5 separate regions of the Mus musculus genome follow, and regions 2, 3, 4 and 5 are each linked to region 1. The links are chromatin contacts, called in public ChIA-PET, HiCAR-type, HiChIP or PLAC-seq and Micro-C maps. All regions are on one chromosome and are shown on one strand. Each heading gives the region's core, a stretch centred on a gene start, on an enhancer-like site or on the middle of the called end of the contact. The rest is flanking DNA. Distances are from core to core; before and after follow the strand shown.

Region 1 (3,818 bases), core at 946-3,445:
TGGGAGAACCTGTCTCAACATAGATGAATAAACCTTAAGCTGGATGTGGTGGTGCACACCTTTAATTCCAGCACTTGGGAGGTAGAGGTGTCAGGCAGATGTCAGTCAGCCAGGGTTGACACAGAACCATGTCTCCACATCTCCAAAACTTCTGAGAAGGCAGAAACTGACATCTCTGCAGAAGCTGACTGGTCAGCTGACCCTCCCTGTTAAGTCCTATGTTCCAGTAAGAGAATGGTTTCCAAAAACAAAGTGGACAGCTCCCAAGAAATGACAGACACTTGATATACATTAACCTCTGGCCTGCTAACACATGCTTGTACCTACACACATATACTACACTTGCAAGAGTGTAGACACACACATGGGGGTGAGACATGGGGGATGGGGAGTGTAATAATGGCCAGTATAGTCTAGCCAGTGAATTCCATACCTATGTAAGATCCCGTCTCTAAGCAAGGTGGACAACTGGAGTAACAGCCCACAAAGTTGTTCTCTGGCCCCACACACGTGCATGTGAACAAGTACGCGCACAAGAACATGTACACAGGCACACATATGAATGTGCATAAACAATGCAAACAGCAACAGGACCGTCAGAAGCTCAAATGTATCCAAGATCCAGTTTCAAAAGGAAACACAAAACTGATACAGAATTGGATACCAACAAGCTTCTTACGGAGTGAGGCACTGCTCTAGTTCTGCCTTACAGAGCAGGTAATACATGAGCTAAGTCTCTCCCGGCCACCACCCAGTACATGCCAGGAGAGACAAAGTCATCCTCCATCCTGGACACCAAGGTACTTGCTCCCAAACCTGGATCGATTTAAAATGCCTCATGCCAATGGCAGACATCAGAAAACTGTTGTCCTGTACAGTGGTAGCCCGGAGGGAAGCGGAGGCAGCAGGAGGGTTCCAGAATGAAACCCTCCTGTTGTGGAGAGAAAAAAAGCCAGAGCAGACTGAGACATCTAGACACATGGTTCACAACCTTCCCAACCCAGATGGTGGTGACCCCAAACCATAAAGTTATTTCCGTTGAGACTTCATAACCATAATTCATTACTGTTATAAATCATAATGTAAATATCTGAAATGAGATCCTAGGGTCCCCAGGGTCTGGAGCCACAGGTGGAGAACTACTGAGGGAAGCCTTCCAGGCAGAGAGCAGAAGTGTGAAGAGAAGCTGGGCACACCTTTAATCCCAGCACTCAGGAGGCAGAGGCAGGCAGATCTGAGTTCGAAGTCTACCGAGGTAGGTCCAGGACAGCCAGGGCTATAGAGAGAAAGCCTGGGGGAGTGGGCTGGGTAGAGATGTGAAAGGCTCTGAGCAGAAAAAGAACACAAGTTTCTAAGACATGAAATGGAATGGTATGTCGGTGTTGCCAGGACAAGGAAGGCTGCTGAGGGTCAAATGGCAGAAAAGACAACAGAGCCTGGCCTGACTCTGAAAGCCACAAAAACTTAGCTGCATGGCTGGAACCACTCAGACCACTGAGACCACTCAGCTACTTGGTAAGGAGACCACCAAGCTGGAAACTGAAGTATGTGAGGGGCACAGGTTTGCAGGTGTGCGGGTGGGACTTGCAAAGACCGGAGTGTGGATGGACAGAGGGATAGAAGCCTTGGACAGACGCCTAAACTGACCAGCAGAGCTCCAAACGACCTCCCAGCAACATCCTTAAAGACTGGAGCCTTAGACATCAGCTTTCTCGGAATCGGACTGCAGAGGGCCTGGGCCATCCTTAGTGTCGTGTGAGGCTGGCTGACGCCGGTGTGAGGCACTGAGAGTTTGGGTTTGGGTCTTTTTCTCTCGCCACTCACCCTGGAGCCACTTTCTCAGGGCTACATCCCCACCGCCTAGCATCACTAGAACCCCCTTGGGAGGCTTGATGGATAGGTGGGAGCATGTGTCCCCGACTGGGCAGGAAGCAAGACTGACTTCGCCTGCGAAGTTCGACTCCGCACAGCTTGGTGACACGGCCTGCATGGGGACACCTGAGCACGCTGAGGAGGGCCTGGGGCCCGCAGCTGGTTCCCGGCCGCTCCCGCCCACGGCCCCTTCTCCCGCCGGCTCCTACCTCCTCCTCCTCGTCTCCGGAGTCCGACTCGGGCTCAACCGGCACCTCGTCATTCTCGCCGATGGTCCGGATGAAGCCGAGCTCCGCCAGCATGCTGAAGAAGCAGCCACTTCCGGACGTAGCGAGTGCGGCGCGCCGACACGACCCGCCTTTTCCGCGACCCGCTCGGCGTCGCGCGCATGTGCTTCACGTCACTTCCGCTCGGGGGCGGCACTTTGAGACTTCGCGGGCCTGCGTGGTTTCCAATAATAAAATCAAATGGGTGGGGCGTTGTTTAGATTAGAAAACTACTTTGTTTTGGGAAAGAAATAGAAGTCTGAGAGTGTGTAAAGGTGAGGGAAAAATTAGAAGTATGTGTACATTTGGGAACTTAACAACAAAATGGTAGTCAGGGCTGCCATCTGGCTCAGCATGGCAAAGGCCACACTACTCCTGAGTGCGATCCCGGTACCTACAAGGGGAAAGAAGAGCTCGGAATCCAGAGTTGTCCTCTGATCTTCACACCCTTTTCAAGTGAACACGCCCCTCTGTATACACAATTATAATAATTAACAGGGGGCTGGATTCCTGGAGGGCTGGTTTAGTGGCTAAGAGCACTGGTTGCTCCTGCAGAAGACCCAGGTTTGATTCCTAGCACCCACAAGGTGGCTCACAGCTGTCTGTAACTCCGTATCTGACCTCTGCGGCCACTGGGAACATCTGGTGCACAGACATGTATGCAGGCATGATGCAGGCACATAAAAGTTTAAATAATAGATAATATTTTAAGGATGGTCGAATTGTAAGTTCTATTTTCTTTTCTTTTTTTTTTTTTAAAGATTTATTTATTATTATATGTAAGTACACTGTAGCTGTCTTCAGACCCACCAGAAGAGGGAGTCAGATCTTGTTACGGATGGTTGTGAGCCACCATGTGGTTGATGGGATTTGAACTCTGGACCTTTTGGTCTGTATCCCTTCTTTTCCACTGCCTCTGGTGAGTAGTAGACTACAAGAGAGGTTAAAGCATTTATGAACCATTATTAAAAGTACGGGTATGGGCTGGTGAGATGGCTCAGTGGGTAAGAGCACCCGACTGTTCTTCCGAAGGTCCAGAGTTCAAATCCCAGCAACCACATGGTGGCTCACAACCATCCGTAACAAAATCTGACTCCCTCTTCTGGAGTGTCTGAAGACAGCGACAGTGTACTTATATATAATAAATAAATAAATAAATAAAATCTTAAAAAAAAAAAAAAAAAAACATTAAAAGTACGGGTACTTGGGAGGCAGAGGCAGGCAGATTTCTGAGTTTGAGACCAGTCTGGTATACAAAGTGAGTTCTGGGACAGCCAGGGCTATATAGAGAAATCCTGTCTCAGAAAAAAAAAAAAAAAAAAAAAGCCAGGCATGGTGACACATGCCTTTAATCCCAGCACTTGGGAGGCAGAGGCAGGCAGATTTCTGAGTTCAAGCCAGCCTGGTCTACAAAGTGAGTTCCAGGACAGCCAGGGCTATACAGAGAAACCCTGTCTCAAAAAACCAAACCAGAGAAAAAAAAGAGAAAGAAAGAAAACAAAACAAAACAAAAAATACGGTCGAGAAAAAAAAATTAAAGCTACAACTGTGTCTGCATGCACACAGCTCTCCACCATGAAGACAATGAACAAAAGCGCTGAAATTGTAAGAACAGCCTAATTAAACGCTTTGTCATGGTGTCCCTTCACAGTAATAAAACAGTGACCAAGGACTCAGCGG
Region 2 (3,818 bases), core at 523-3,022, 480 kb before region 1:
CTTCATGTGGTTGCTGGGAATTGAACTCAAGACCTCTGGAACCGCAGGCAGTGCTCTTAACCACTGAGCCATCTCTCCAGCCCCACTAAGTAGTTTCTTTTTTTTTTAATTTTTAAAAATGATTTATTTACTTATTTTATGTATATGAGTACACTGTAGCTGTACAGATGGTTGTGAGCCATCTTGTGGTTGCTGGGAATTGAACTCAGGACCTCTGCTCACTCTGGCCCAAAGATTTATTTATTATTATATGTAAGTACACTAGCTGTCTTCAAGACACACCAGAAGAGGGCATCAGATCTCATTACGGATGGTTGTGAGCCACCATGTGGTTGCTCAAATTTGAACTAAGGACCTTCCAAAGAGCAGTCATTGCTCTTAACCACTGAGCCATCTCTCCGGCCAACTAAGCAGTTTCTTTTCTTTTCTTTTCTTTTTTTTTTTTTCTTTTTGGTTTTTTTGAGACAGGGTTTCTCTGTATAGCCGTGGCTGTCCTGGAACTCACTCTGTAGACCAGGCTGGCCTCGAACTCAGAGATCTGCCTGCCTCTGCCTCCCAAGTGCTGGGATTAAAGGCATGCACCACCACTGCCTGGCTAGCAGTTTCTATGTAATTCATTCTGGCTACATCTCACCAGGGAGCTGGTATTATTATTGTTGTTGTTGCTATTGCTTTTAGCAGGTATTATGATGCAGGTCAGAGACTAAGTGGCAAGATCAAGGACACACTGCTAGTAGCCAGTTAAGTCCACACTGGGTGTCTCCCCACCCTCTTTTTTTCCTTGTTTGGAATGGAACCCAGGAAATACACACAATCTAGACAAGGGTTCTAGGACTGGGCTGCAGCTCCAACCTTTTATTTATTTATTTATTTTTTTGAGGGAGGAGCTCGATAAGTTACTCACCCTAGCTTTAAACTCACACTCCTCCTGACTCAGCTTTCCAAATAGTTAGGATTACAGAACCACACAGTGAGGTCGTCTATGAATTAATAGGAATCTACTATTTCCATTAATAATAATAATGCCCAGTTATTACTTGAGAAAGAGTTTCCCTATGTAGCAATTTCCTTTTACCTATATGAGCATGTTGCCTGAATCTACCTATGTGCATCACGTACATGCCAGATAACCGTGGAGGTGAGAGGTCAGATCCGCTGGTACTGGTGTTAATGGATGGTTGTAACCCGCCACGTGGGTGCTGGGAACGGAACCCAGGTACTCTGCAAGCAACAAGTGCAAACTGCAGAGCCCTCTCCTAAGCCTTTTTGACCCCGCCACCCCACCCCACCGGCATCCTTAACCTCCATAGCCAGCAGTAACACCCAAGGCCCTCTCCAGTCTCGCATGACCTCCGTCGTTCCTTCATTGAAATGGGATCGCAGGTCTTCCTGTCAGTCCGGGCTCTCCAGCACTGTCCTGACCAAGGGGAAGTTGATGAGGTGAAAAAAAACCCCAAGAAAACAAAAACCAATCTCCCCGCTCGCTCAGCAACCTGTTTCCATGACAACCCGGCCAGCCAGCGTCGGTGAAGCTCCGCGCGTCACTTCCAGTTAATTTGCTTCCGGGTTCCGCTCGTGCCTCCCCGCGGTCCCTAGGAGTGAGGTCCGGTTCTACGGAGAAGCGCTTGCCCTCCGCCTACTGCCGCCGCCTCTCCGTTCCTCGCGTACACCAGCTCGCCACAGGCTTCCGCCGCTCACGCCTGGGCCCAGCGCGCAGCCGCGATCCAGCCTTCCTCAGGGCCCGCCTTCGTGCGTCACTTCCGGAACAAATACTTCCGGGCTGCTTTTGCCCCCGGTACTGTTCTCGGTTCCCGGAGCCGGCGGGAGCGGCCGGGCCGTGTGGGCCTGTGCTTTGGAGGCGCTCGCTTTCCTGGCAGGCAGCGGTGGGTGAGTGCGGGTGGGGCAGGAGGGTGGACCCCTGCGCGCGCTGTCACCGGCCAGGCCCTCGGCTCTGTCCCGCGGCCGCGGCGGCTCCGGGCGGCTGGTCGCAGCACTGGCTCCCCGGTGATGGCACACGCGCCCCCGGCGCCCCCGGCGCCCCCGGGGGCAGGCACCGCGCTATGGCTCTCAGTAGGGAGGGGAGGCTGATCTAGCTTTGGATTTACCGAGTGACCTTGGCTGAGTCGCTCTGCTTCGGGATCCTTGGTCTCCCGGTCTATGGAGGAGGGACGCGGCGGCCTTCCGGGCCCGCGGTGGGCGTGGAAAGAGGACCCGGGTGTTGCACGGTGTCGGGGTGCAGCAGCGATGTTATGACAGGTCCCGGTATTTCAGTGACAGACGGAGGGGCGTTTGCGAGAGCTTGCCCAGTTTGTGCGATGCCCTGGGTTCTGACCCTAGTCCCCAGCACCACCGACAAAAGACACCACCAGTGGGAACTCCTTCCTTTGAGCTTGGGCGTTTTCCCCGCTGCCATGTCGGTCAGAGGAAGACGGCTCGCAGAGCTTGGAGTAGCCGCCACAGGTTTACATTCCCTGTAGAGAGGGGACTTGGCTCCCTTCAGAACCGAGAGAGGCTCTCCGGGGAGGGAAGCCAGGCTCCAGCACAGCCAAGGTTGTTTTCAGAGCTTTGGAAGGCCCCGGTGGCAGTGTTTCTGTAGGCTAGTAGGGGTGTAGGGCCCTTGTATTGTTTTACAGCCAGTAGGAGATGCCAGGGGTGGATCTGGGAGCCTCTTGCTTAGAATGAATGCATAGAGGTTGGGAGGAGGGAACGGTGGTAGAGCCACATCCCTGATCCTGTGTGGAGACTGAAGCTGGATCAGGGATGTGTAAACATGTAGTTGGAGAACTGGGACCCAAATAGCATGTGCCAGTATAGAGAGGGAATGCATTTCAGCGTTGCCACGGGGCTTATTTTTCTTGAGTGGGCCAGCAAAGATAAAGGTGAACCATTGCTCTCCTTCCCGGATTATTTTGGTTCTGTTTAGCTGAATTTTAAATGCGTTCAGCTTTCCACACTGGGTCCTGGCGACTGTGCGCCAGCCTCGTCTTCACTGAATTGCTTTACAAAGGGGCCCAGATAAGTGCAGGAGGTGCCACCCAGAGCCGATGGCACTAAGCATCCTTCTGCTTATGTGTTCCGGATATTCACAGAGCTTTATTTTTTTCCCCCTGCCAGCCTGGTATGGCTTGGCATTCCAGTCATTGGGTTGCTTGGAGAAATTAACAGCTTCTGTCTCTGGGCTGTCTTGCTCTCCAGTAACCAGGCTGTGTTTAGCAAAGAACGTGTTTTTTGTTGTGTTTTCTAGAGTGTTGGGAATAAATTGCTGGCTCTGTGCTCAGAAAAGACAGCAGTTAGGGCCAGCCACAAGGCAGCCTGTATTCTTATTCAGCAGGGATGATGTAACTGCCTCACTGCTGGCTGGTCTCTGGCCAGCCTTTCTCCTGGGCTTTTGAGCTTACATCACAAAGAGATTGGTGTGGGAAGATGGCAGTTTTGCTACTACCAGACTTTGCTTCCCAGCCATAGGGCGTTTTGACTGACCAAGCCTCTCAAGGAGCCCAGTCCAGAAGATGCAGCAAGAAGATGGCTTTTGCCTAGGGTTAGATTCAAATCCAGGTCTCAGATCCGCTCCTTCTTGGCCCTGTGACTTCAGTTTCTTCTGAAATATTAGAGTCATCCTATGGATCTTACTGATTTTTGAGCAGCTGGCACGGGGCCTGCTTGTGGTGACCCCTTTGTAATTGGTACCAATTGTAGCCAGAAACAAGTGAGCTGAATGAGAGGAAGTCAGTTCTTGGGGCCTGTTGGCCCTTTTGGCTCTGCCAGAGACATTGATTGCAGCTGAGCCTCTGTTTCCCCAATTGCTTCAAGGATGCAGT
Region 3 (3,818 bases), core at 746-3,245, 460 kb before region 1:
GGCCTCCCACGCCTTTAATCCCAGCACTCAGAAAGAAGAGGCAGGCAGATTACTGGGCCTGAAGGCAGCCTGGTCTACCCAGCAAATTCTAGGACAGCCAGAGCTACAGAGATACCCTGTCTCAAAAAAGAAATCAGAAGAATGCTTTCTGCTTTGTCATCCCCACCTCCCCTCCAGCCTTGGAATGGCAGCAGCAGGCCCAGGTTTTACACTTTATGTAAGGAAAAGGACCCGTGGGCAGCTCTCCAAGGTGCTGCTCTCTCTCAGCATCCTGGGTCAGAGGCCTTTCCTCAACAAGGGACAGGAGTGGAGCTGAAATGAGTCCAGCTCTTCTGAGAAAGCTCCAGCCCCAGAGAAGCACAGCAGCACACCATGGAGAACACACGTGTGCTGGTAGTATATGTTTTTTTTCTTTTCTTTGCCTTTTTTTAAAAAAGGCACTCTTATTTTATAGTTAGTTCAAGCTGGTTCAGAATTGTGGCCATCTTCCTGTCTCAGCCTCTAGTGTTGGGATTATGAGTGCACCATAATGCCTAACAGCATGTTTAATTTTTTTGTTTTGTTTTTTGTTTTTTTTTGAGACAGGGTTTCTCTGTGTAGCTCTGGCTGTCCTGGAACTCACTTTGTAGACCAGGCTGGCCTCGAACTCAGAAATCTGCCTGCCTCTGCCTCCCAAGTGCTGGGATTAAAGGCGTGCGCCACCACGCCCAGCTAGCATGTTTGATTTTTTTAAAGACAGGGTCTCACTGTATAGCCCTGGTTGGCCTGGAGCTTGGTATGTGGGCCAAGCTGGCTTCCAACTCCGAGACTCCCTTGCCTCTGCCTCCCATATAGCCTATGTTTTTAATATGTCTCTTCCTCAGGTTGAGTTCTGCGATGAGTGGGTTGGGGGCTCTGGGACCCTTTTCTCCATAGCTTTCTGGACTCTAAGGGAGCTAATTCTTCGAGTTTGTCTCTCTACTTTGAGAGCTTTCTCTGAAGCTGACCAGGTTGTTATCCTTCAGTGGGACTGAGCCCTTTATTCCAGGCTGACACCACTCAGAAAAACTGATAGCCATCCTCAGGAGCCAGGGTATCCTGAGAATCTGATCTGTTCTTCACCGTGGCTTCTCTGACTGCAAGGCTGGTTGAGTTCCCATGGGATGTCACACTCAGGTAGCCTTCCCTGGCAGCAGCTCCTTCAGGAAGTGTGCGTGCATGAGCTGACTCAGGACCTCACAGAAGGCCTTTCTTCATGAACTGAAGACCAGAGGCTCTAGATCCTCAGCTTTCAGATTCCATGGAGAAGTTAGTTCTCCATTTTCTGCTGTCAAAAAACGAACACACTCAAGCAGCCACAGGCTCAGAGCAATGGCTTCCTGGCACCTGGGAGGAAGTCATGGTTGGCATGAGCATTCTGCCTCAAGTGCTGTTGTTCACCGAGGGCCAGAGCTGTACTCCTGAACACTGCACTTCTTGGAATGTGCCTGCTGCTGTCCTGCACAACTGTGGGGACCCAGAACCACATGTAGGAGTATGCAAACACGTGACACAACAGAGGTCAGCTGACTACATAGCACTTTATTTCTAACTATCCAGTCATGTGACCTGGGGCACCCTTCCCCCAATTCAGCAGTGAGGGTGAGGGGAGTAGACAGGCAAGAGGGAAGCTCCAGATGAGGGAGCGACAGCTTCCCCCCCCCCCAAGCTCAGACCCCAGGCCCTTCCCAAAGCAGCAAAGGCCTCAGGGACCTTGAACAATGGCTCCCGGCCAGTCTCCTTAAATCACAACAGAAAACTAGGGCTTCCAAAACCCTCCATGTCAGAGAAGAAAGAAACCCAGGCTTGTGAAGAGAGCCTTCAGTACAACTCTACCACTCACCAGCCTGTGCTGCCATGGCTCTAAAACAGGGCCACAGCCACCAAGCCTGGGTGAGGGAGCCATGGCTCCTCCCCTCCCAACTCTGAAACTGGGTGGACAGGAGGGAGGCAGGATGGAGAAGCAGGGTCACTAGAAGGCCCTTCCTCCCACAGGCTCTCGCTGCCTCCTGTTCCTATGCGCGTTCAGTTAACAGTCTGCCTCCCCCTGCTGGGACCTGGTGCCCTGGACACATGCCAGCAGAGAAAACAAGCTGCTATTTCTGAAAAGGATGGGGAGGACCCTGTCTCCACATGGTATCTTAGAAACCTCGTGGGTGGCAGACAGCTACTGGATCCTGTTTGCGCCAGGAGCGGCTGACCTCTACTACAAGGATCCATAGCTAAGGGAGGGGGGATCAGGACAGCAGCAGCTGCCTGGCCCCAGACCTACCACGGGCACATGGACCTGGCAGCCCTTAGGGTAGGTTTTAAGAAGACTCTCTGCTCAGTCTCTTGGCATTCTGCTGCACAAAAAGAAATCTGCACACCGAGCCCCTCAGCCTGCCAAGCTGCTAGACATGGCTGACTGGAGGGGCCTGTGACCACAGCACTGCAGGAAGCAAGTCACTGATCCCAAGACCTGGCTTGGAAATAGTGCAGGGATGGACCACCAGCAAGTACAGGGTGGCATGCTTACTGGCTAAAGTGCCAGGTACCCAAGGGCACCCATGTCCCTCCCTACTCTTAAGTATATTAGCTTCTGTGTGCCCAGCTGGCCTGCCCCTTGGCCTAGACCTGAAATGCAACTGGGGCAGCATCTTGTAGCATCTGCGCTTTTGCCACCGCACGCACACATCAGAACGAGCAGGTCTGAGAGGTGCTGGCAGCAGTTTGTCTCTCAGGTAAAACGTCTGAAAAAGGAAAGGCATCTAGCACTTTGCTCCCTGGCCAATGGCTCTGAAGGGCTGGACAGTCTCTCAGGGTGCTAAGCTTATGTCCTCCAGCAAGAGGCAGAGGCACCTCCTGGTGCTCAGCAGAGCTGGTGCTCAGTGAAGCTGGTGTGCAGAGCTAACATTCTCACCAAGCTCTGGGAAGCTGGCTTCAGGTCTCAGCTAGAAGGAGGGGCCAAGAATGATGGACCAGGGACAGGAGACCTGGAGACAAGGGGCCAACGGAATGATACCCTGATTCTTCATCTCAAAGATGGAACCTGAGTTCTCAGAAAGAGAACAACCCAGCCTGAACACAGCCCCTTAACCCCATCATTACACAAGGCCACAAAGTGAGCGGCTCCAGTTCCAGGGCTAAGGTGAGAGACAAGGAAGAGGACCATACCTTGGCTTTGCCAAGGACACGTGAGCTGCTGTACAGAAGCAAACTGCATGTTTCCAACTTCACCGACTTCTGCAGCACAGTGAGGTGGCAGGGCATTAGAGACCTGGCTGTCCTTCCCAACATCAGAACCACAGTACCTGAGGTTAGAAACACCTGCATCAAGGCCTACTTGGTCCCCATTGTGAGTCAGGGCCATATACAACTAAGCCACCCAGAGTACAGTGGCGGATGAAGGCCCACATGGGTAGTCGCTGAAGGGCCACGGATGGGCAGAGGGCACCACTCGTAAAAGGGCAGGTGAGGACATCAGGCAACAACCATTGCTTGTGGTAGGATCCAGCCCCTTATCCTGCGACATGCATGGGTGTGTGTTTCTGTGACCCAAAGTCCCCGGAATCCAAGTGGCCCAAGTGGAGAGCACGGCCCCAGTGCCCTGGAGAGCTGGGGCCGTGGCATGGAGGGCAGAGGACCCAAGCTCCAGAAACTGGTAAAAGACAAAGCTGGGCTCTGACCAGCAGCTGGGTGGAAGGAGCTTCACATTACAGGGTCTAGAAAGAGGCCGCTGGGGAGACAGAAGAATGAGAGATGAGGCAGTGGGAGATAGGAGAGGGGACGTGGAGGTGACTCCCACACTTGGGTTCCAT
Region 4 (3,818 bases), core at 810-3,309, 350 kb before region 1:
TGGAGGTGATGGACAGACACCTCCAAGGAACACAGTGAGACCAATGCACATGTGATTTCACGAGACTGAGGCAGCAGGCACAGGGCCTCCACGGACTCAAGTCATGTCCCCAAAGCACTGGGGACAGAGCAGGGTGGGTTTCACCTCCAACCAGAGCTTTGTTGTGCATTGACCCTGTTAGAGCAGAATGTACAATCAGGTGACATTGAGCTATCAGTAAGGTAAGAAAGCTAAAATGAAGGCTGGAGAGATGGCTCAGGGGTTAAGAGCACTGACTGCTTTTCCAGAGGTCCTGAGTTCAATTCCCAGCAACCACATGGTGGCCCACAACCATTTGTAAGATCTGATCTCTTCCAGTGTGTCTGAAGACAACTACAGTATACTTACATAAAACAATGAATAAATCTAAAAGAAAGAAAGAAAGAGAGAAGGAAAGAAAGAAAGAGAGGAAGAAAGGAAGAAAGAAAGAAAACTAAAGCGAGCTGGACATGCCCATAATCCTGGCTCACGGGAAGATTGCAGCAAGGGCTACACGGTACCAGGTCAGCCAGGACCCAGCCAGGACTAGAGAGCAAGGTTCCATCTCAAAAGTAAAAAGAACTGATCATCCTGCCTCTACCTCCCAAGTGACTCGGTTACAACCGTGGGCTGCCACACATGATCGAGCAAGCCAACTATATCTTGACCCTTAAACTTTATTTTATTTTTTTAATTTTCAGAAGCTAAGTTCTCCAGGTAGCCCTTGATTTATGATCCTCCTGCCTAACACTTCCTGGGTGCTGGGATCACAGACATGCACCACCAAGCGCATTATGGGGTGCTAGGACCAAGTCCGGAACTTTCTACAGGCTAGGCAAGCAAGCCGCTAATTTCTTGATAAAGGGAAGTCAAACACACACACACACACACACACACACACACACACACACACACACACACACACACACGCCGGCCAGAGAGAGGAAGTCCCAGTTCCTGCCCGCATCTCACGCTGACTTGCTGTGCCCAGGAGTAGCATCACCTTGGGGCCTCCCCACTTCTCTACCTCTCATTGGCTCAGAGACTCAACGGCCCTCCCCTCCCCGGGGCTTGAATGTTCCTGTGAATCTCTTCATGTGCCCCGGAAACCCACAGAGCTTCTTCCAATCTGTTAAAGGAAGGATTCTGCAAGGACTAGGATCGAGGCACTTCTATGACCAGCCAGCAGAGATTCCATGCTCAGTATGTGGCCTAGGCTAAAGCACACCAAGTTACACTCAGACATTTTGGGCTAACCTCTGGTGTTTAGTGAGCACTCACTATAGCCTGGAGCCCCTTTGCTCAGATGTCCGCTTTGTAGTCCTCATCAGAGGTCAGAACAGTTAGAACCTCTCCAGGTGAAATCTCGAAGTTGCCAACAGGGTCCAGGAAACCCTGGGTCTTAACTGCTGTGTCTGAGCATCTGCTGTAAAAGTAAAGATGGCGCGTGGAGCAGAAGAAATCAAGGCTCTGCCGATCGCGAGGGGGGTTGACAGAGGCTGTGTGGGCCTCTTCTGCCTCTACCGGCCTCCCAGGAAATGGGAGAGGATTTCAATCAGACAGCGGACGGGCTGGTCCACGTGCGTCCCCCACCCCACCCCCGCTACCCCCACCACGTGGAGAAGTTCAAGTGGTCGGACCTGGTTCTTCCCTCTGCCTTCACACTGCTGTCTTCTTTGGAGTCCTGTGTCGTCAGTCCACCATATCCCTCGGCCCCACCCCCTCTTGGAGAGAAACTTCTGCCAGGGCGCACCTGTAGGGTGAGTGCGTGGGTGTGAGAGGTGGACGAGGAAGGGAGGTTTCTAGAGGAAATATTTCACAGAGAGAGAGAGAGAGAGAGAGAGAGAGAGAGAGAGAGAGAGAGAGAGAGAGAGAGAGAGAGAATGTGCGTGTGTGTGTGTGTGTGTGTGTGTGTGTGTGTGTGTGTGTGTGTGTGTGTGTGTAAGCACTACTCCTTTAGTGACCTAAAGGAAACCAGCGTGTGGTTATGCTGATAATGCCCAGCAGCGAAACCTCAGAGGATTGAATGGCAAGCCCTGGTTGGTTCCTGCAGACCCAGGCAGGATGCCTGAGTTCTCTCTTGAGGGCAATGGGGCACTATGGGAGAGTTTGGAGGGAAACGTGCGAATGCAATTTCCTGACATCCGATTTTGCTGTAATAAACACCGGCTTGATTGCCATGGCCTGTCCAGCCTGCTTTCTTCTATTTGTCTTTCTCTCTCTCTTACTTTCTTTCAGTTTTATTTCTTTTCTTTTCTTTCTTTCTTTCTTTCTTTCTTTCTTTTTTTTTTTTTTTTTTTTTGAGCCAGGGACACACTAGGCAAGTACCCCACCAGCTGAGCCACACCCCCAAGCCCAGGATTTGGATTTTATTCTGAATAAAGCTGAAGAGGAGTCACGGGGGTGAGGGGGTGGGGATGGGGGTGGGAGTGGGGGGGGGGGCCAGCACACTGAAGTCTTAGCAATCAGGGTAGGAGGCTGAGGCCCAGGGACTGTCTTCCCAGACAAGCAACGGCCATCTTAGACATCTTAGACAGCCCAGCTGTGCCTGCTTGCAAAGGATGTCCCATCTGGGCTGGTTGGCAGTTTGTGTCCTCTCATGGAAGTTTAGGAAGGGTCATGACAGCCACACTTAAAGTTCCCAGCCACTCCCTGCTACCTGCTGACAGCTCTGGACTAATTGCACATGGCCTCTCTGAAGGGCTGGAGTATATAGCCACAGAAGATGAAAGCTTAGGCCCACTGGGTTTAGGTGTGGCCTATTGTGTTTTTTTTTTTTCTTTTAAGGATTTATTTATTTTACTTATATGAATACACTGTAGCTGTCTTCAGACACACCGGAAGAGGGCTTCAGATCCCATTACAGATGGTTATGAGCCACCATGTGATTGCTAGGAATTGAACTCAGGACCTCTGGAAGAGCAGTCAGTGCTCTCAACAACTGAGCCATCTCTCTAGCCCTCACTTAAGCTCTTTAAGGAACCCCAATAATCACATTGGTCCCAGGGTGAACTTGGTGGCATTGTGCCTCGCTTTGCTGCTAGGACCTTAGGAGAAGAAGCCAGTGTTGACTCTCCCCCCCTGGGAAGGGATTTAAACAAGCCTGACGGAACTAATTACACCCCCTGATTCTAGCGCTGCAGAGGCACAGAGAGGACGATCCTTGGGGCTCACCAGCCTAATCAGGGAGCCTCAAATCCCAGTGAGACCAGAGAGAGAGACCCTGCCTCAAAATCAATAAATTAATTAAAAAAGCACATCTGCATTAAACCCTCCTCACAGAAATGTGTTGTGCACATGACTGCAAGGGTCACTGAGTAGACTGAGGGAGTATGCATGGTGAGCTTGCTGCTGTGCCTGGCACGGTAAGTATTAGCCCAATCCGTAGTAGGTGTCGTTGTTGCTATTTTACTGTCCTTTTTATTTATTTATTTATTTTCATTTCCTGTCCATTGGTGCTTTGCCTGCATGCACGTTTCTGCGTCTATGCAAGAGTGTTGGATCACCTGGAACTGGAGTTGCAGACAGGTGTGAGCTGTCATGTCGGTGTGGGACTAGAACCCAGGACCTCTGGAAGAGCAGCCAATGCTGTAACCACTGGCCACCTCTCCAGCCCGTGTTGTGCAGTTTGTTTGCCTTTTTGTTTGTTTGTTTGTTGTTGTTGTTGTTGTTTGCCAGCTTCTTTCTTGCCTTCTGGTGCTGAGAAGGCCCTTAGCACATTAAACACCTGTTTGACCACAGCCGTTCTGACCATTGACCCTGTTGTTTCATAAATAAATGTAGGGCCGGATCTACACTGG
Region 5 (3,818 bases), core at 767-3,266, 330 kb before region 1:
AGAGAGGAGGGACAGGGAGCCTCTACTTGACATTTCCTAAGTCTCGAGTTTACAAAGGTCTCTGCTTTACTGAGTCCTGGTCAGAGGGCAGGAGAAGGATGAGGCAAGAAGCAACTGGTCAGGATGAAAGAGGAAGAAAGAAAGAAGTGCCACTAAAAGTCTTTAGGGTCCTGCTGAGCCCCTGGCCATGTCCCTTTCCTTACCAGGATCAGATGTTTCATCCTGAAAAGACCCATCTCATCACCTTCTCAACCCACCTTTCTATGCTCTTTTTATTTTAACATTTTAAAAATAATATTTATTTTACTTATCTTGTATACGTTTGTGTGCAAGCGTGGAAGTCAGCCGAATGTGTCACCTGACTGGTTCCCTCTTGAATTCCGTTGGATGCCTTCCCTCTGAGGAATCCTGCCCCGAGCTGCTCACTTCCTTTCCTGTGGAGCCTGCTCTGGGACTTTAGGACTAGCCAGCCATCTCTGTTTCCTCTGGTGTTAGTGGGTGCTCTGCATCCCCTCTGTTGATCTTTTAGGTACTGGGCACTGAGCTCTGAGCACATACATAGCAAAACATGAAACAGAATCTCTGTCCTTGTAGAGCACTGGTTTGAGAAACCAAAAGGAACACATACCAAAACATGGCTTTGGAGGTGATGGGAAAGTCGAGGCTTGGAAGTGCACATGACAGTGCAGAATGAGAAATGGGGTTAGTGGTCAAGCCCCGGTGGCAGGCCACTTTTGATTTGAGCCCTTACTTCACAACTTAGACGACTTGCTTCTCTTTCCAGAAGCTTCAGTTTTCTCATCGGTGCAATGGGGCCAAAGTGGGGGTAGGGGAGCCACGATCTCAGGACTTAGAGAGAGGCTGTTACTGGCTAAGAAGCCCTGTTTCTCGGTGTCTTAACATTGACAGTTGTCACCACTGTTCTGTCCTGTAGGATGTGACCTTGTTTGGATCTCTTCTTCTTTCCTGGGATTTTATCCTTGGATTCATTGAAGGCGGATCAAGCCCCTTCTTCCTTCCTTCCGGCTTTTGCATTTGTAGTTCCCCTTAGTGGGACCACTCTTTCTCCACCTGGCACTTTCACATTCTTTTGTGTTCATGCCACCCAGGAAGGAGAGGCTTCCCCCTCAATCTCAGACTAGAGTAGAATGCATCCGAAACATCTTCATGTCTAATTGTTTTCATATCTCTTATCATCATCATCTGTTATATTGATTTTTTTCTTATTCGCATTAATACAGGTTCCCAGAGGAATCTTTGCTCCGTGGAGCATCCCCGGCCCCAGGACCCGTAACTGCCACTTTATCATAAATGGTGTCTGGAATGAATGGATGAGTGAGGGCGAACACGAATGCCCCGGCCTCTGCATCCTTGCTCTGCTGCAGCGGCGGGCTACCTGGCTATTCACACATTGTCCACCACCCCTCGATCCCCGCGTGGGGAGCTCGCACGGGAACCAAGTCGTACTAGCGAGCCGCTTCCTGCCAGCATGGGCGGCGGCCGCTCGAGGATCTTGCGGCTAGAGTGCTCGCGCGTGAACCCCGCCCCGCCCCGCCCCGCCCCCACATCCAGGCCCCGCCCCACAGATGCGCTCCCCGGACTGTAGGCCCTGCCCATTCCCGCCCCCTTGCCTCAGGCCACGCCCTTCTCTCCTCCCCGTCAGGCCTCAGGCTCAGGCTCCCGCAAAATGCTTGTTATGCTCCCGGCCCCGCCCTTATCCCCCTCCCCATCAGACTTCAAGCCCGGTCCCCGCCGGTGTTCTCAGGCTCGCGGAGGCACCCTTAACATCAGGCCCCGCCCTCGTCCGGCCCCCAGTTTAGGCCCCGCCCTTACTCGGTCCCCATCAGGCCTGCCTCAGGTCTGGTACCTCCATCTGCTCCTCAGACTGCGGCCCTTGCCCTCGCCCCGCCCTCAGCATCAGACCCCGCCCCTCACCCCGCCCTCCTAACAGGCCCCGCCCCGCCCGCCTCGCCCCCGCCGCTGAGCTCCTCTGGTCGTCGGCCCCCTCCCGCCTCATGTGGCCCGGCCCGCGGCGGCCGGCGGCTGAAAGCGGCGAGGCGGCGGCGCGCGAAGCCCGGAAGGCGGCGGCCGAGGCCCAGGCGGCGGACCGGAGCGGCGGGAGCGGGGCCCGGGTTGGCCCTCGAGCGGCCGCCGGCTCAGCATGCGCGCCCGCCGGGGGCTGCTGCGGCTGCCGCGCCGCTCGCTGCTCGCCGCGCTCTTCTTCTTCTCGCTGTCGTCCTCGCTGCTCTACTTCGTCTATGTGGCGCCCGGCATAGGTAGGAAGGCGACCCTGCGGCCACCCCACGCCTCTTCCCGCTGCGGCCCGCGCCGCCGCCCCGGCCGACCCCGCGCTCCGTGACTCGCCGTTTCCTGCCGCGCCACCCCGCAGCCCGCCCGCACACGCGGCCTCCTCCCTGACGCAGCCGCCCGCGCCCTCCGCGGCCGCGCGTTGGCTGCCCAGACCCGGCGGGGCTGCGGGCTGCGCGCCCCTTTCCCCTCCCCCCCCTCCTCCCTGGAGCCCGCCGCTCGCCCGCCGCTCATAGCGGACCCGACCTGCTCTGGGGACCGATGGGAAGTTTGAATTGGCCATGGAGGAGGTGCTGTGACAGGGGCCTTGAAGAAGCGGTGCCAGGTGGAAGGGAGGGGGGGGTCGCCCAGAGAAGAAACGGAATGGGTAGCAGTTCTCCAAGGTCCGCCCTTTAGAGGGGGAGACCGCCTGGAGAGAAAACGAGCCCTTCCCGGAACAGACTGGACGCTGATGAGAAGGCAAAGGCAGCGAGAGGGTTAAAGGCAGAGGACACTGAGGTCAGATGTCCTGTATGACCTTGGGCCCTCAGCTTCTCTTCTCTGTAAAATGGGGACACGAATCCCAGCCTTTAAAGGACAGAGGGCCATAAATGCCCTTTAAGCTTTTCTCCCTATAGCGGACGCCCAACGTCTTCGAAATAAATACATACATAATAAATAAATATTCGCTGTTACAGGTAGTTTGGGGGACAGAAGGAAAGAGTTTTAAGGAATGCGACTTGCCTCCCTTAGTGTGGTCTTGGAGTGCTAGTGAAAACTTCAGCCCTTGGTGAAAAATGAGAAGATGCTGTTGGGGGTGGGGCCGAGGGCGAGAATTCTGGATGGTTGGGATGGGTGCCGCTTAGGGGAAGTGCCTTTGAGATCGGAGTAGTAAATGCTGGTGTTCCCTGTTGACCTGGCAACTCTGAACTGGCAGAGAAATTTCCAGAGAAAGAGGGAGAGAGGGAGAGAGTCTCTCCCCTGATTATTTTTTTTTTTAAAGCTTGTTTCACTTGATGTTTAAAGTTGGTGTTTCATGCTGTCAGCCTGACCTGGGAAGATGGAAAAGCTAACTTGAGACTGTCCTCACTGATTTGGTGAGTGGCATTCCACCAGGGATGTATAATTATTGTGGCTTGTTAGGCTTGCTAAGTAGAAGGGCAGGAATTCTGGCTGAACAAGAATAGATAACTAATTAGTGAAATTAATTGAGAAGAGAGCTCATTAGCGAATAGGATATTAGATTCTCACAAAATGAGAGTGAAGTGATAGGTTTAAACCTGCAGGCATCTTCCAGCCAGACCCTCTATTTTTCTTCCTTTTGTGAAAGTGACAGGTGTTTCTGGTCTGGGTCTGTGTATCTCCTGTATCTCCATGGTGATCAGCCTTTTTCGATGAGAAAGAATAGAAGCCAGACTCTTCAACAGAAATGAAACTTACTTCAGATTTCTCTGTGGTAGGTCAGTGAAGCTCCTGTGTACGCCACCACCGCCACCACCAAGCTTAGAATCCCAAACCCTGTGTCACTGCAA

Evidence for each region. Hi-C and Micro-C count contacts between places; a contact is called where the count stands out from the background. ChIA-PET counts read pairs in DNA pulled down with a chosen protein or histone mark. HiCAR-type assays count read pairs that join an accessible place to other places. HiChIP or PLAC-seq counts read pairs in DNA pulled down with a chosen protein or histone mark.
Region 2: a contact with region 1 is called in an H3K4me3 HiChIP or PLAC-seq map of pro-B cells, with 5 times the contacts expected there. The contact joins the promoter of Spata2 here to the promoter of Ddx27 in region 1. A contact is called at or near these places in 6 of 39 promoter capture datasets (the C10 cell line, frontonasal cranial neural crest, hippocampal neurons and 3 more), 6 of 115 datasets of contacts at active chromatin or transcription factors (astrocytes, embryonic stem cells, large pre-B cells and 3 more) and 2 of 9 other capture datasets (adipose tissue and pancreatic islet).
Region 3: a HiCAR-type map of astrocytes shows a contact between it and region 1, with 2.1 times the contacts expected there. The contact joins the enhancer-like site here to the promoter of Ddx27 in region 1. A contact is called at or near these places in 6 of 39 promoter capture datasets (the C10 cell line, embryonic stem cells, hippocampal neurons and 2 more), 2 of 115 datasets of contacts at active chromatin or transcription factors (astrocytes and pancreatic cancer cells) and 2 of 9 other capture datasets (adipose tissue and pancreatic islet).
Region 4: an RNA polymerase II ChIA-PET map of memory CD8 T cells shows a contact between it and region 1, with 25 read pairs. The contact joins the enhancer-like site here to the promoter of Ddx27 in region 1. A contact is called at or near these places in 3 of 39 promoter capture datasets (hippocampal neurons, pre-B cells and stem cell-derived epiblast-like cells), 2 of 115 datasets of contacts at active chromatin or transcription factors (memory CD8 T cells and pancreatic cancer cells) and 1 of 9 other capture datasets (liver).
Region 5: a Micro-C map of embryonic stem cells shows a contact between it and region 1, with 4 times the contacts expected there. The contact joins the promoter of B4galt5 here to the promoter of Ddx27 in region 1. A contact is called at or near these places in 3 of 39 promoter capture datasets (hippocampal neurons, pre-B cells and stem cell-derived epiblast-like cells), 1 of 484 Hi-C or Micro-C datasets (embryonic stem cells), 1 of 115 datasets of contacts at active chromatin or transcription factors (effector CD8 T cells) and 1 of 9 other capture datasets (pancreatic islet).

What each region holds. Positions count from the first base shown.
Region 1 is chr2:167,013,690-167,017,507 of GRCm38.p6, reverse strand. It overlaps Ddx27 (DEAD box helicase 27), which reads right to left and starts at 2,195. Exons shown (of 21, transcript NM_153065.3): 1 at 2,082-2,195. The coding sequence starts at 2,174.
Region 2 is chr2:167,490,828-167,494,645 of GRCm38.p6, reverse strand. Spata2 (spermatogenesis associated 2) reads left to right here and starts at 1,772. Exons shown (of 3, transcript NM_170756.2): 1 at 1,772-1,887. It also overlaps a transcript of Rnf114 not described here.
Region 3 is chr2:167,474,723-167,478,540 of GRCm38.p6, reverse strand. Slc9a8 (solute carrier family 9 (sodium/hydrogen exchanger), member 8) reads right to left here. Exons shown (of 17, transcript NM_148929.3): 17 at 1,541-3,818. Among named protein-coding and RNA genes, the nearest start is that of Spata2, 16 kb to the left of the region's middle. Within about 2 kb of position 1,995, at least 103 of the 459 cell types and tissues checked have an H3K27ac peak or open chromatin away from gene starts, as enhancers often do. A contact at or near this core is called in adipose tissue, astrocytes, hippocampal neurons and 1 more, where this site is marked.
Region 4 is chr2:167,365,767-167,369,584 of GRCm38.p6, reverse strand. No RefSeq gene overlaps it. Among named protein-coding and RNA genes, the nearest start is that of B4galt5, 18 kb to the right of the region's middle. Within about 2 kb of position 2,059, at least 123 of the 459 cell types and tissues checked have an H3K27ac peak or open chromatin away from gene starts, as enhancers often do. A contact at or near this core is called in memory CD8 T cells and pre-B cells, where this site is marked.
Region 5 is chr2:167,347,376-167,351,193 of GRCm38.p6, reverse strand. B4galt5 (UDP-Gal:betaGlcNAc beta 1,4-galactosyltransferase, polypeptide 5) reads left to right here and starts at 2,016. Exons shown (of 9, transcript NM_019835.2): 1 at 2,016-2,276. The coding sequence starts at 2,162.